3 separate regions of the Bombyx mori genome follow, and regions 1 and 2 are each linked to region 3. A link is a contact called in public Hi-C data. All regions are on one chromosome and are shown on one strand. The core of a region is the stretch at or near the end of the contact, and the rest is flanking DNA. Distances in the headings are between cores, read along the strand shown. Region 1 holds the start of LOC101746855 (nuclear factor related to kappa-B-binding protein). Region 2 holds the start of LOC101745827 (CLK4-associating serine/arginine rich protein). Region 3 holds the start of LOC101735332 (N-alpha-acetyltransferase 38, NatC auxiliary subunit).

Region 1 (4,858 bases), core at 2,062-4,561, 750 kb after region 3:
GCGACCGAGAATTGCATCACAATCCCGACCGGCACCAATCCACTGGTACATCTGAGTGATTAAATAGAATTTTGTAGCTTTCTACATTATAGATACTTAAAATTTTGTCATTGAAAATTTGAGCTCAACATTCAATAAATATGTACTCTTCAATAATGTACCTGATTTTCTGGCATGTACTGCAAGTATGGTACAAAGTCATCAGGATGGGGACCTCTTTCCCCGGCCAAAAAGTCCAAAGCCGAATCTAATTCTGCACACCAATCGTCGCATGCTATAAGCATATAAATTTACTTAGATATTATGACATCCCTAGTTAAGGAACCAACAAAATCAAGAACTATGAGGTTTATCAGCTAGTCCACATTAAAGCAAATATAAATTTAGTTCTTACAAACCTCGACACATACTCACAGTTATACCAAGTGTTTAGAGGCGCTATGGGCGAGCGCATAACAGCAGCACATCTTGCATGTAGCTGTTGTTTCGAGGCCCGGTGAGCCGCCCTCGCCGGAAACAAAGCTCGAACAAGCGACAGGAAGTTAGCGTGAGTTGTTTCAGTTAAAGATTCATCCACATCCAGAAGCTCGTCCCTATCTTTACACTTCGCTTTAATAACTTCTCCAGTGTCGTCAGCTAACTCTATTGGTAGGGCCATCATATCTGTATGTAATATATATTTATAACATAATTATTTTTGTATATTCATAATCCTCTTTTCAATATCTTATTTAGTAAGTAATTTAATTAAAAAGAAGCAGAGGGTATATATTCAACAAATATTTAATTTGATAGTATCATGCTAATTTAATTTGAATTTGTTTTATTTGGTTCAGTTATTTTAAGATGTTTGCCTTTTGTTTATTTTTAGATTAAACCACTTTATTAGTCTTACCTATGCCATCCAAGTCTTCAAGTTTAATGGGAATTGGTTGATCAATTTTAGAAATATTTGAAATGGGCATGGAATCTGGTGGTTCTTGCTTTATTAATGCATCAAACTGATCATCATAATTTGGTCTGAAAGTGCAACAACGTTTTATTTTATCTTTAGTAAGCTTTTCACCAATTTTGGTAAAAAAAATTATTTAAGACTCACTCTGCTCCTATTTCCTGTTTGATTTCAACTTGTTCCATGTGTTTCTTCATTTGCTTAGGACTCATCACATTTTCTAAAAATGAGCTTTCAGAGTCACTACCTTCTTTTTCAACTTTGATTTTTATGTTTTGAAGCAAAGGTTTGATGTCAGGATTCTCAGTTTCTTCTTTGCATTTCTTTGATATTTTATTCTCCAGCATTTTTTTTACTACTGCATCTTTTTTAGGAGCTTTTTTAATTTTTTGGATTGGAGATGCAATCTTTGGTCCTCCAAACATTAGTTTTTTTGCACCATTTACAAGTGCCACTCGTTGTTTTATATCTTCTAATGTTATTCCATTTATGTTTAACTCTGGATGGTTCTAAAACAATATTTAAATGTCCACCAATCAATTTGAATTTCTTGCTACAACTTGAACTAATTATTTAACAAATAAATGTAAAAAAAGTATGTTAATAAAAAAATAGTACATCATATTATTATATAAAAATAATTTAAGTATTCACAAATGCAGTCAAACAAGGAAAAGAAAAAATTAAGTAAAACCAACCTTTAATAGGCAGTCATTAATTGTTAATTAAATTTATTTTTAGTATGGAAATGTACATTTAGACTTACTTCTCTATACTGTCTTCTTGATCTGTGTGCCATTAGGACATTTTTCAAACATTCAAGTGACGTTGGAAGTGTTTGTTCAGAACCAGCAAGAGTACCAGAAATATTCCCATCAGCATTCTAAGTATATAAAGTATAAAACATTCACATTTAAATATCTATTCTTAACTATAAATGAGAAAATTATGCAAAACAAGTCATTAATATATATTTTTTAACTAATCTAATAATTCTCAGAAATTTTCAGACAATAGTTAAATAAAGCTTTGATTAATCTAATACATGATCTTCCCCTTCTCAAGAGAGTTTAAATATTGCAGAGCTTTATACAATTAAGAAAAAAATAAATTGAATGTATAAATAGCCATTAAATTTACTGCTATTTTTATCTCAATTTAGCAACAATTATTTTGTCATAAACAATATTATTTTGATTAATATAGAAGCTTGACTTGACTTACTGTAACATTATTTCCTTTCTTTTTCTTTACAAACTGTTCTGGAGGTCCATCAGGGTAGTTCTCATCATCAGACTCATCACCCCCTACTTCACTTCTAATAGCTGCAAGCTCTTCAAAATATCTTTGCTTGGCTCTCAAGTACAACGGTTTGAAATTATTTTTTGATGATGATTTTGGCGGCAATGAAGGAATTCTAGGTGCTGGGCCAGGTGGAGCTGCTTTAACTGCTGCTAATAACCTCTCTCGTGATAGCAAAACTTCAGGTAATAACTTGGCATAATAAGATTTTATCTGAAATTGAACACATTAATATGAATTGACATATTCGTCTATTTTTGTTTTATATTACTTTAAGTATCGATTACCCTATGCCTCTGCTGTTTAGCCCTTGCTTTTTTAAGAAATTTCTTCATTTTGGCTATATCAGGTCTGTAATTTCCCTGCCTTAAATTATTATAGAAAGTGCTGAAAGGTGATTGGAAATGAAAAGGTTCATGATGAAAAAGCATTTCTATAGTTTTTGTTGTTTCCTCTTCTTGATTTTCCGTGAATTTTGGTAAAAATTTCATTAAATGTTCTTTGTGTTTTTCATCTAAAGATTCCCAAGTTTTCGTAGAAAAAAACTCTTTGAATAGTGAATAGTCTTCGCATAGTTCCTGAGGTAGCTCCAAACTATGTCCTAGAATCCGTACCGGCTCCATCTCTTCTTCATCGCCCTCAGAACTCCCGCTGGAAGTATCAGTAGAGCTACTGCTCTCTCCACTATAGCTATGATCAGTTTCCATCTTGTCATCCATCTCGTATCCAGGGTGATCAAATTATATCCAACCTTGATCCGATGTCTCGGCTTTTCACATACTCAAATGTAGATTTTCAATCATATTCACTGTATTATCGCGTTGTTTTGTAAGTGTTGTTTACGAAATTTCCGAGCTATGGCAAAACAAAATCGAGTAGAGAGCCATGAAGTTTTTTTAAATAGCCGTCAAGTCTTGTCTAAAATAAAATAGAACGCACACGCCAAACTTCGGTGTTTCACACATACTATACGCCAGAACGGAACATTGCAATGAGAAAATAGCTTGACAATCAAGATCAGCGACATTTTGGCCGCAGAATGGAATTTAAAAATAAAACAAGTGTTGTCTTTGCCTAAAAGTCAAATTTAGTCGATGGCTCAAAACACAAAATATCAAAAAAAAATACAATGACCAAAAATAAAAATAAACTTGTCCACTTATTAATCTAAAAGTAGTTGTGAATTTGATTTCGATTAATTTTAGAGAAAATTAATGAAATTATAACACCTTTGTATCAGATTATATAGAATGAGCTTTCTACTACAGAACTAATAACTGTTTTTGCAACTTATACCGGTATGGCTGTCAATTGTAATATTTTAATAAATCTATTAAGCCTTCCAAAGCAGAGCAATATTCAAGTTTGTCTCAACATGCTAGTCCAAGCGCTGTGTACCATTCCAAACTCATTCCAAGCCCAGTTTGAAATACTCGGGAAACACTGTAGAGGCAAATTAAATATCGAGCCGAATGGTACGTGGAAAAAACATCTCTGGAAACGCAACGACTCCAAGTTCGATGGTTTTTAGAGTAGTAGTTTAAAAATATTATCGGATGAATACTTCATTTTAATGCTTAGAACAACTTTAGAAACGATGAGTAAAAAAGGTACTAATTGAATAATTCAGCTGATTTTACTTTATTTCAATTTGAAGCGAATAGAGCACGATTTACGAATGGGCACCGATAATGTTAAATTTCATGGAAAGTGATCTCTCGAGAGAATATACTTTAATGCACGCCAAAACACAATTAACATTAAAAAAGAATCAACAAGTAGATATATTTGTACATTATGCGACCTTATTACTAAAAGCGATCTGTTCTAGACAACCGATTTATTTACAGAAATTCTCAAAATATTAAGATACAGTATTGTATATGTTGCGGTGTACTATTAAGAATAGATTAATAAGGAAAAAAATACATTTTTTTTATTGCTTAGATAGGTGAACGAGCTCATTGCCCCACCCTTCAAACCGCAACGCATTACTGCTTTACGGCAGAAATAGGCAGTGCGGTGGTACCTATCCGTGCAGACTCACAAGTGGTCCTACCACCAGTAATTACGCAAATTATAATTTTGCGGGTTTGATTTTTATTACAGCGATGTTATTCCTTCACCGCGGAAGTCAATCGTGAACATTTGTTAAGTACGTATTTCATTAGAAAAACTGGTACCCGTCTGGAATTCGAACACCGTTGCATCGCTTCAACACGAATGCACCGGACGTCTTATCCCTTAGGCCACGACGACTTCAAACACAATACAATAAATAGTATATATGCTTAGACCGTTTACACAATATGAAATCACCATAATCACTTATATAGGTCCCAATATACTTTTATATATTAATTTACTTATATATACTTAATAAATCAACAGCATGGAAACGATAAGCAAACAAACACAGGAAAAAATTATACGTCTCACCTAGGAACCCAAAACGTTCTTGCAGATATGTATATTTCCAACCAAACCGATTAAAAACCAAATACGAATCATTTTGCAGTACTTGGAATGTACCTGAAACTTACTCAAATGCTATTTTATTTTAACGTTTTGTGTCTACCAATGGACATTTTTTAAGTTAAGTAA
Region 2 (4,945 bases), core at 1,765-4,264, 950 kb before region 3:
AAAACTGAGTATTTAATGCCTGATGCATTCTCTATCAGTCAATCAGTGTTTATTTAGAGATTTTTTGCAATTGTATTGTTTTAGTATAACAACGCACTAACTGTATAACAATATGATAACTTATATATACACTATGTAACTCACTTATTCCTAGAAAAACATTTTGTGCAAGAATCCTATAACGCTCATAATTGCATTGTCTTTCTTCTGAACTTAAATCCTCTGGAGGCACATAGGGATATTTAATTTCTGGTATGCAGTCTAAATGAGCTCTCACATCAAATCTATCAATCATATTGCTCGGGTCACCTTGCCATGGCATCCTAAAAAAAGTTAATTGTTTCAAATAAAATCTCAAAATTACAAATTAAATTGATTAATGTTCTATTCTATACAGTGAGAAAGTCAGCACTGTAACATCTTAAGAACTAGTTTTTTTTATGTTTTATAATATATCACATACTTCCCCACAGTAAAGAATCAACAATAAAAAAGACCTAACAATACTATTTTTCTACAAACTTACAAAACATTTTTATATATTTGTTATTTATATATTGTTATTTATATAACAATAAATTGTCTAGCAAGAAACCAATAAGTTATTCATATAAATATGTACAGTACTAACATTATAGCTGGACCTTCTCCAGCAGCAGCAATTGTAGGATCCAAATGTATTTTACATGGCCTTCCATGTAGCTGTAAAAACTGTGTTGGCTCTGCTTTCTAAAACATAGTGTGTAATGTACTAGTTTAATATGTTTAAACCTAAAAAAACTTGTTGTGCCATGTAAGGCATGGCATTGGTTGTCAGCTCTGCGGCTTTTAGAACCTATTCTTCAAAGCAATTATATTGCATTTTGACATACATTGTTCATCAACTTTATTCAACAATGAACGTGGAAGCGGCGCTTTTAGCTTCTTAACCATGTTCTCGCCTAGCGTGAAACAAAACCTATTCGTTTTAAAAAACTTGAAGGATAGAAGGTGCCGTTTTTGCAATATAAAAGACTTACAACGACAACAATTTAAATGATATTTGCGTGATTATATGATTCAACAATTCATTCTTGGAGATTGTCTTACGATTTTTTCGTAGAAATCCTTACGCCGCTCAGCTCTCCTACGATAATCCACGATCATTCCACGTATCATACGCTCTTGTTTTCTTGCCTCGTGCCACATAATCACCGATTAATAGTGTCATTAATAAATGTGACGATTACATATATTTCATATTAACAAGTTTCTGTATTACTTCTAAAAGTTATAATATATTTTTTATTTTAAAAACCACAACAACTTTAGAGGTAGGTACCGATGCACATACGTAAGTCTCAAATATTAAGTGTTCGATTATAGTGAATAATCTATGGTTTAATCTGTGTACGTCACTGAAGTAGGAAACCAGGTCTATGGTGAGGTGAATGAAGTTAGCCCCTCAAAAAAAATTTTTTTTCCTGTTTTCTACTTATTTTCTATTAATTCGTTTGTTCATCATTTGTTCTTGATTGTTCACTGTTAATAATTGTTTGTTCCCCATTTATTAATTTAAAAAAAAATATTAAAAATATATCTACAAGTTAGCCCCTCGATTGCAATTTTTAATATTTTTTCGTCCTTAATTACTCGTAAATATTCATTTTCGATTGTTCTTATATAAAATACGTTTGTTCTCTTTCGAAATTACTCATTTTTTGTTTAATTAACTATTTGTATTAGTTGAATAAATGTATACAAAATATGTGTACTGCGCATGCCATAAGTGTATAATCTATGGCGCATGCGTCAACTATAATGCCTAAACTTTCTACGCGGTTTTAATCGTGAAAAAAAAGCAATTATAAATCCTGAAGAATCAATTAATTGGTATACAGTTTAATTAAAAAAATAAAAAAATAAAATAATGTGCATTCGCGTAATGTTAGACCAAATACATTTTTTCCATCCTCCTATATACCTATCGCTATGAAGGTATAAAAAAGATAGGTTAAGAGTTCACGTAATATAAACAAATAAGTAAATATGTTCATTATTTATCTTTCAAGAGATAATGTAGGTATACATTATAATAACATTTTGACACAGTCGAAATTATATTCCTAACATTAGTAAAATAACATTTTAATATTTTTTTTATAGGTTATGTATTGAAATTGTTGGAAAATTATTTCATGTTTTAGCTGGAAAACGACATGGAGAATTATATGCAATACAAGATAATGAGCTCCATCAAATGAATTCGAATGAAACCAAACTGTTTACCATCCAAATTCGATTGTCGGGCAGATAGAAAACGAAAATTCACTCATAGTGAACCTCGGCCTTCATTTGTGAAACGGCAAAGACTCACTATTATCAAGGAAATTGAAGAGACGACTAAAAATGAGATGTATCGTATTATTATACCTTTGCCATCTTGTAGTCAAGGTAGGTGTAACTGTCAATAATTCGTTACACTCACAGATCTCCTAATCAAATAACAATATCAGAAAAAATGAGAATAGTTAGTTAGTTAGTGGAAGTAGCCAAAATGGGCAAGTGGACCTCAGTTCCTATTACATAAGGTACTAGGAAGTTTGTGATAATGAAAATTTATCACAGTGTAATATCACTTACTTACTCTAACAGTGAAGGAAAACATTGTGATGAAACCTGCACACGTAAATGTTCTTAGGATTTTCTTAGGTGTGTAATCCACCAACCAGCACTAGGCCAGCATGGTGGACTAAGGCCTAAAAACCCTCTCAATGGTAGTGAAGGCCAGTGTCCAGCAAGGGGATATATTATATGGGCTGATAATGATGACTAGGAAGTTAAATACTACTACTACTACTACGACAGTACACATATAATCCTATAATATATTTACAAACCATAAGTTTGTTGGAAATTGCTAACATTATTTCATATTTCCAGATGTCCAGCCACTTGAAAATAGGTGTAGTAATGACAAAGCTATCCAAGTAGCTCCAGCACAGGAACACAAAGGCAAGGCAATTGTGTATTGCCACATCACCCCTTAATATATCTGAAGCAAGTATAAGTAAACAATCAGAACCAGCAAAAAAAAAACTGTTGTTCCTGAGGACAAATTTGACAGTGATGAGTCAAATGCACTAGCAACAGAAGGATCAACTGTTGACTACAATAAATAACTACAATAAATAATTAATTGTAACTACAATAAATAATTAATAATCTAAAAACCAACATTTTCGTACTATGGAAAATAGGTTGTCCCATTGAGACCGCAATGATTTTGAACTCATTTATTTCATTACATTCTAAGAAACTGAATATATGTTAGTCTTAAACCACTACTTGGAATATTTGAATACATGTTTTATTTAGTATATTATGGTGAAATACGTCGTAAGTTAATCAGTTTTCGGAAAATAATATTGTCCCTAATAAAATTATAAAATGGAATTCCGATTTTGCTACCGATTTGCATGTCGAAAGATTTTTTAAACTAGGTAATTTAGTTAGTGTTTTTTTCTTTTGGCAGCACTATTGATGACATTTCACATCGCCATTTTGTTATGATGTCATATCGGTAATCGGTGGCGACAACAGCCGCGACATAACGTTGTCCTCTGCATTGTGGCGATTGTGGCGAGTGTGGATTTTGTTACCCTGTGTGAAGATAAGTTCAAGATACTTAATATTCTATTAAAATTAATGAATAGTTAATTTTATGGACTACAATTTGATATAAAATACCGTTTTAACTATTGAGTTTAAAAAAATTAGTATTTTATTGAAATTCTTACCCGTCCTTTCGTTACTTCTGTTTTTATTACTTTTGCGTGGTAACGTATAACCGGAACGAGAAGTAACAAAAAAGGAGTTTTTAAACCTAAGTACACATCTGACAAAGTTGCCATACTAGTATATAATGAAGACCCAACTGATTCATTAGAAGGTATAAGTTTTGTTTCCTTAATGAATGTTTTGTTTTTGGCATAATATTCGCAATAAATTTTTAATTTTTGTTTTGATTTTTACTTATTTTATTTTCATTTTTTGATATTATCAAGTATGTGTATGCTAAGCCTTACATTTCCAATTTTGTTACCCAAGCTTCTTGTTTTGTTACTGTCCCAAAGTTATGCTGATAATTATGATAAATATTTCTTTTTCTTTAAATTGAAACGCTATAATCAGTCATTTAAAAGAACTTCATGATAAATAAAATAGTAAATATAGCATCCTTCTTTTTCTATCTTATAGGAAAACTAAACATTTTGATTGGAAAGTATTCAAATGGTAACAAAAAATACTCCGTACTGCTAAAACAATTTAATTTATTATATTTTTCGCAATTTTAACTTTTCAAGATGTTGTTTAATCTATGATCTAATAGAAAAACATAAATTTATAATACAGTCTGCGTCTTTCTTCAGGAGGAAATCGCCGCACTTCCGCCCTTCACTGGGGTTGGCGGGCGGGGTATGTCAGTGTTGAACTGACTAAAACCTCTTGTCGCTCAACAACCAACATCCAAATCTTGTATGAGACAGAACTCATGAAAAGGCAAAGGGGGGAAAGTGAAGCGTTTAGTGCGGAGCACATCTCTCCCATCCCCCTCCCCCTCGGGACGTCGGACCGGCGGTCGTCGGCGCCACGACTACCAGCCCTCTCAGTCGGCAGGCTGACGCCGGTTAGAGTTAGTTATCCTACAGAATATCCCGCTGGGCTAGAACCACCCAGCTGGTGAAGGTAGGTGGGCACTCCGTGTCGTTCCAGCCCCCCCCCCCCTATCACGGACCAGGGCAGGGTGTTAAACACATTGGCGATATCGAACGACACCGCCAAAGCCACCCTACCCCCGGACACGGCCTCCTCCGAGAGGGCCCGCACGCGCAGGATCGCGTCTACCATTGAGCGGCCCTCTCGGAAGCTATACTGCTCCGCCGACAGGTCGGGTCCCACCCTG
Region 3 (4,563 bases), core at 1,251-3,750:
ATTTGTATTGCATTCTAAAAGTTTCACCTGAAAAATAAATGCCAAAGTTTAAATTATGCTAATGTTATCATTGGCCACTAAATACTACAATCAATAATATTAAATTGAACATGTGTCGAAAATATAATTTAAACTGGTGAGCAAAATTAGGGGTAAAATTCAACATTCAACATTTCACATCTTTCTCAAAAGTGGATGAATTTATTTATTTTTTGGCTATACGTGTACTTATACATACAATATACATTGGGATGATCTTGTTTCACTCGTAAAATATGTGTCCTAGATGTCTAAAAGCAACTGCAATAATGGGTAGCTTCATTTTGCCTTCAAAGGCTTTGTGGGCATAGATGTCCGGTAACTACATTCCCGATATCCTGCGGACCAAATGGTATACAGTCAACTTTGCCCAAAATACGTCATTGCAGATCCTCCTGATCTACTAAAGGTCCTTTTTGGTACCCCAGGTACTGGTCATCATTCTTGTCGAATCCATCGCTTGCGACGAAGAGCTCGGCCAGTAAATTAACGCACAGACACAGCCCACTGAGTTTCTTGGCCTGATCTTCTCAGTGGGTCGCATTTCCAATCCAGTGGTAGAATCTGCGAAGCACTGCTCTTTTTAGGGCTAGTATTAGCAAATCTTCTCAGGTTGAGCTCGTAAGCTCAGCTACTCGTCCGGACGTAACTGGAATAGCCTCTTAGGCCTCCAGCAAAGGTTAGAGGTTAGCTCTAGGGTCATTATACAGTGGAAACAAATACTTTTGTATAGAGGCGTGTAGAGTGGTGTGTACAGAATAGTGTTGTAATGACTAAACGCCGTTCCCTTTTAGTTAATTTGTTAAAAGGGATTTGGTAATTTACCTACCTCTGAAGTTGTAATATCCACAGATATGACACTATTGAGAGATGGTTGTGGTTTATTAGATTTAAAATATTTAAATTGCTTCATAAACAAATCTACGCCTGTACTCTGAGACATAATAATTAAATCATAACATACAGTATGTATGTACTTTTCGGAATTTATGCAATAACAATAAAACTATCTTTACTAAGAAGTTGAAGAGCTGTCAGTAGTACTTTTATTTTTCCAAATGGAAAGGCAAAGGCATCATACCATACAGCCAAATTTTTTGTATATTTTTTTATTTTATTTTATGAAATATGATGTTATGAAATGAAATGAAGTTGATTAATATGAAACATGGCATGAAATTAAATAAGATGAGATTTTCGGTAGGCAGCGGCTTGGCTTTGCCCCTGGCATTGCTGAAGTCCATGGGCGACGGTAACCACTCACCATCAGGTAGGCCGTATCAGCCGTATGCTCGTCTGCCTATAAGGGCAATACAAAAAAAAGAAAAGAAAGATGATATAATATGGGATATTTTTATGGAAGATGATAATATGAAGTGAAATGAAATGAAGATGATTAATTTGAGACATTAATCAACTGGGATGAAATTAAATGAAATGAGATGAGATGATATGGGATGAAATATAATCTCAGTAAAATAGTGGTCGTTTACTGAGATTTTTTCAGTGGACTTTTTGAAGGATCCCGAGAAGTTAGGTCCAGCGGCTTTGTTTCATTTTCCCACATTTGTGCACTTTCAAATGTATTTAACTGTTAATAAACCACCGTTATTACACATTTAAACCTGAAGAAACACTAAATAGAAAAAATAAAACAAATCACACAACTTCACTCCTCGCGTTCCCGCCAAAAAATCCTTGAAGAGCTGTCATGACAAATAACAATAAAAGCATAATTTATTGACGGGTTTTTATGACCTGGTAACTAAGACCAAGTTTAGGACAAGTCTTATTTTAATTTTAACGAAAACTTTTTTATATGAATAATGATATTATGAAATGAAATGAATTTGATTAATATGAAACATGGCATGAAATGAAATGAAATGAAAACGAAATGAAATGAAATGAAATGAGATGATAATGAAACTGCACAAATGAGGGAAAATTAAACGCTCGAAGTTGTTGACGAGTTTATCTGGGACACACTGTCCAGCTAAGTAAGTCCAACTTCGAAAAAGAGGTCAACCGTCGAATCCAGCTCGCATGGAAAGCGTTCGGGAAGCTACGTAAAATCTTCTCATCACAAATACCACAGTGTCTCAAGACGAAAGTCTTTGACCAGTGTGCGTTACCAGTGATGACATATGGCACTGAGACGTAGACGCTCACAATGGGCCTTATGAGAAGAATCAAAGTCACCCAAAGAGCAATAGAGAGGGCTATGCTCGGAGTTTCCCTGCGAGATCAAATCAGAAATGAGGAGATTCGCAAGAAAACCATGGTAACCGATTAGCCCAAAGGATTGCGACATTGAAGTGGCAGTGGGCAGGACACATTGCTCATAGAACGGATGGCCGTTGGGGCCAGAAAGTTCTTGAGTGGCGACCGCGTACCGGAAGACATAGCGTGGGTAGGCCTCCAACAAGATGGACCGACGACGTATTGAGGTTCGCGGGGATCCGCTGGCAGGCAGCGCAGGACCGGTCTTTGTGGCGAGGCTTGGGGGAGGCCTATGTCCAGCAGTGGACGTCTGTGGGCTGTTATGAAGAACAAGAAGTTATTTCATCCCATATCATCTCATCTCATTTCATCCCATTTAATTAATGTCTCAAATTAATCATTTTCATTTCATTTCGTTTTCATTTCATTTCATGCCATGTTTCATATTAATCAACTTCATTTCATAATATCATTTTTCATTTAAAAAGTTTTCATTAAAATTAAAATAAGACTTGACTTAAAGATCTTAGTTACCAGGTCATAAAATCCCCTAACTTAGAGAATTACATTTGAGAGTTCAAACCACTGAAATAAGAAACCTTGAAACCTAAGGTCTATGGTTCAAAAAAAATATTTGATTTTGATTTGGTCAAATTAAGTTTTACATGACAGATAAAAATGCTTTGTGTGTAACCTAGGTTTCCTACTTCAATGGTGTAACCATGTACCTGGCTACAAAATAATGCCGTATAAAAATACTTCCAGACTTTAGCAAGAAACTCGTTTATTGTTCAGGGATAAAGATTTGAACAAGCTAAGGAAATGAGTAATGAAGGCAATAAAACGACTTCGGAAGCACCTCAGGTATGATAAAAATAAACTCACGTCTACAAATAAAATATACATAATATTTAGGTTAGCATCGAAAGTGAATAAGACTTCTTTTAAAAGAATAATATTGTATGTAGACAAGCCAATTATATATTTGCTAAATTTCGCCTCCCTTCATTAATTAATTTTACGTACATGACTTTTGATTCAGGCTTTTTTAACATTAATACAAGTTATATTCCTATTTGGCCTTCCAGGAAAAATCATTTAAATTATTGATGTTTACACATTGACATAATCATAAATTCTAGATATTTAGATAGTTCATAATTAAATGTAATTGACTGAGTAACGCTAGATTTAGGTATCAAAGTAATGCTTGATCTCTTATTTCCCATGAAATATAATTAAGGATGAACAAGAGATATAAAAATAATTCCTTTTAAATATTTTTTGTTATTTCAAACCTGTACATAGACATAATGGATTAGATAGTACCTACTACTTTTAATAATTGTATACTTCAGGTGGTGGAGGAAGAAGGAAAGGCAAAACTTAGAAAATGGTTAAATATGAAATTTAGAATTGAAATGACCGATGGCAGAGTTCTGATAGGAGTGTTCCTGTGTACAGATAGAGATGCAAATGTAATTTTAGGTATGGATTAAATACTTTTATAGAGCTCTTGTAGGTTGAGTATACAATCTTGTAAAAATTATTGAATTCACATATTATATCACAAGTGTGTAGGTTTACCAATAGTATATCATGTGCTTATATGAGTCGTCTATTATCAAAGGTAGCAATCTGTGCATTTGGACAAAAAAATTTTATTGATATTTCAATACAGATTGATTTGAATATAATCGTCTCCTTCAAAGAATACGGTTCAAAACCTGCATTAAATAAAGGTTAATACTTAACCTGTTATTTATCTAAGATGTCGTTCAGAAGAGTTTTGTGACTGCCAATGGAATACAAAGTCAATAATTCGTTTTTCTGATTTACCAATAATTATCCAAAAGTCACATTGCCGGCTTTGATAATAGTCGACTCATATATAGTATGGTTGACAAAAATCACACAAACAAATATTATACATTTAAAGCCCCAAGCTAGTGTTCGTGTGTTATGAGCACAAAAATGCCAGAACCTAAATAATAAATAATTATCCTTATAGGTAATGGTATAAGACAAACATTGAAAGCAGTAGTGAAATTAGCTGATTATCAACATATTATCCTTTTGTCTGTAGCTAATAAATGTATAGGCTCAAGTTGTACCAATCAATTTTTATGATTGGTGAAATACCTAATTTTGTTACATATAAATTGTATTTTAGGTGCTTGCTCAGAGTACTTGAAAAATAATGAGGGAGAAACTGAAGAACCCAGAGTATTAGGTCTAGTCATGGTTCCTGGAAGACACATTGTGTCAATACAAATTGATGATACAACACCATCTCAAACA

Evidence for each region. A called contact is a pair of places that touch in the nucleus more often than the background predicts.
Region 1: a Hi-C map of middle silk gland shows a contact between it and region 3, with 4 times the contacts expected there. The contact joins the promoter of LOC101746855 here to the promoter of LOC101735332 in region 3. A contact is called at or near these places in 2 of 7 Hi-C or Micro-C datasets (middle silk gland and posterior silk gland).
Region 2: a contact with region 3 is called in a Hi-C map of whole pupa, with 2.5 times the contacts expected there. The contact joins the promoter of LOC101745827 here to the promoter of LOC101735332 in region 3. A contact is called at or near these places in 3 of 7 Hi-C or Micro-C datasets (middle silk gland, posterior silk gland and whole pupa).

The regions. Positions count from the first base shown.
Region 1 is chr18:8,350,703-8,355,560 of ASM3026992v2, forward strand. LOC101746855 (nuclear factor related to kappa-B-binding protein) reads right to left here and starts at 3,312. Exons shown (of 21, transcript XM_012692161.4): 1 at 2,542-3,312; 2 at 2,177-2,467; 3 at 1,719-1,835; 4 at 1,100-1,461; 5 at 896-1,020; 6 at 415-663; 7 at 162-274; 8 at 1-51. The coding sequence starts at 2,973. LOC101737641 (serine/threonine-protein phosphatase PP1-beta catalytic subunit) reads left to right here and starts at 4,777. Exons shown (of 7, transcript XM_038017227.2): 1 at 4,777-4,858.
Region 2 is chr18:6,649,717-6,654,661 of ASM3026992v2, forward strand. It overlaps LOC101745827 (CLK4-associating serine/arginine rich protein), which reads right to left and starts at 3,015. Exons shown (of 15, transcript XM_062673655.1): 1 at 2,880-3,015; 2 at 632-729; 3 at 145-323. The coding sequence starts at 2,906. It overlaps LOC101745966, which reads left to right and starts at 3,562. Exons shown (of 5, transcript XM_062673657.1): 1 at 3,562-3,931.
Region 3 is chr18:7,603,677-7,608,239 of ASM3026992v2, forward strand. It overlaps LOC101735332 (N-alpha-acetyltransferase 38, NatC auxiliary subunit), which reads left to right and starts at 2,501. Exons shown (of 3, transcript XM_062673686.1): 1 at 2,501-3,126; 2 at 3,621-3,750. The coding sequence starts at 3,085. LOC101746991 (nucleic acid dioxygenase ALKBH1) reads right to left here and starts at 1,732. Exons shown (of 4, transcript XM_004928199.5): 1 at 869-1,732; 2 at 1-27. The coding sequence starts at 982.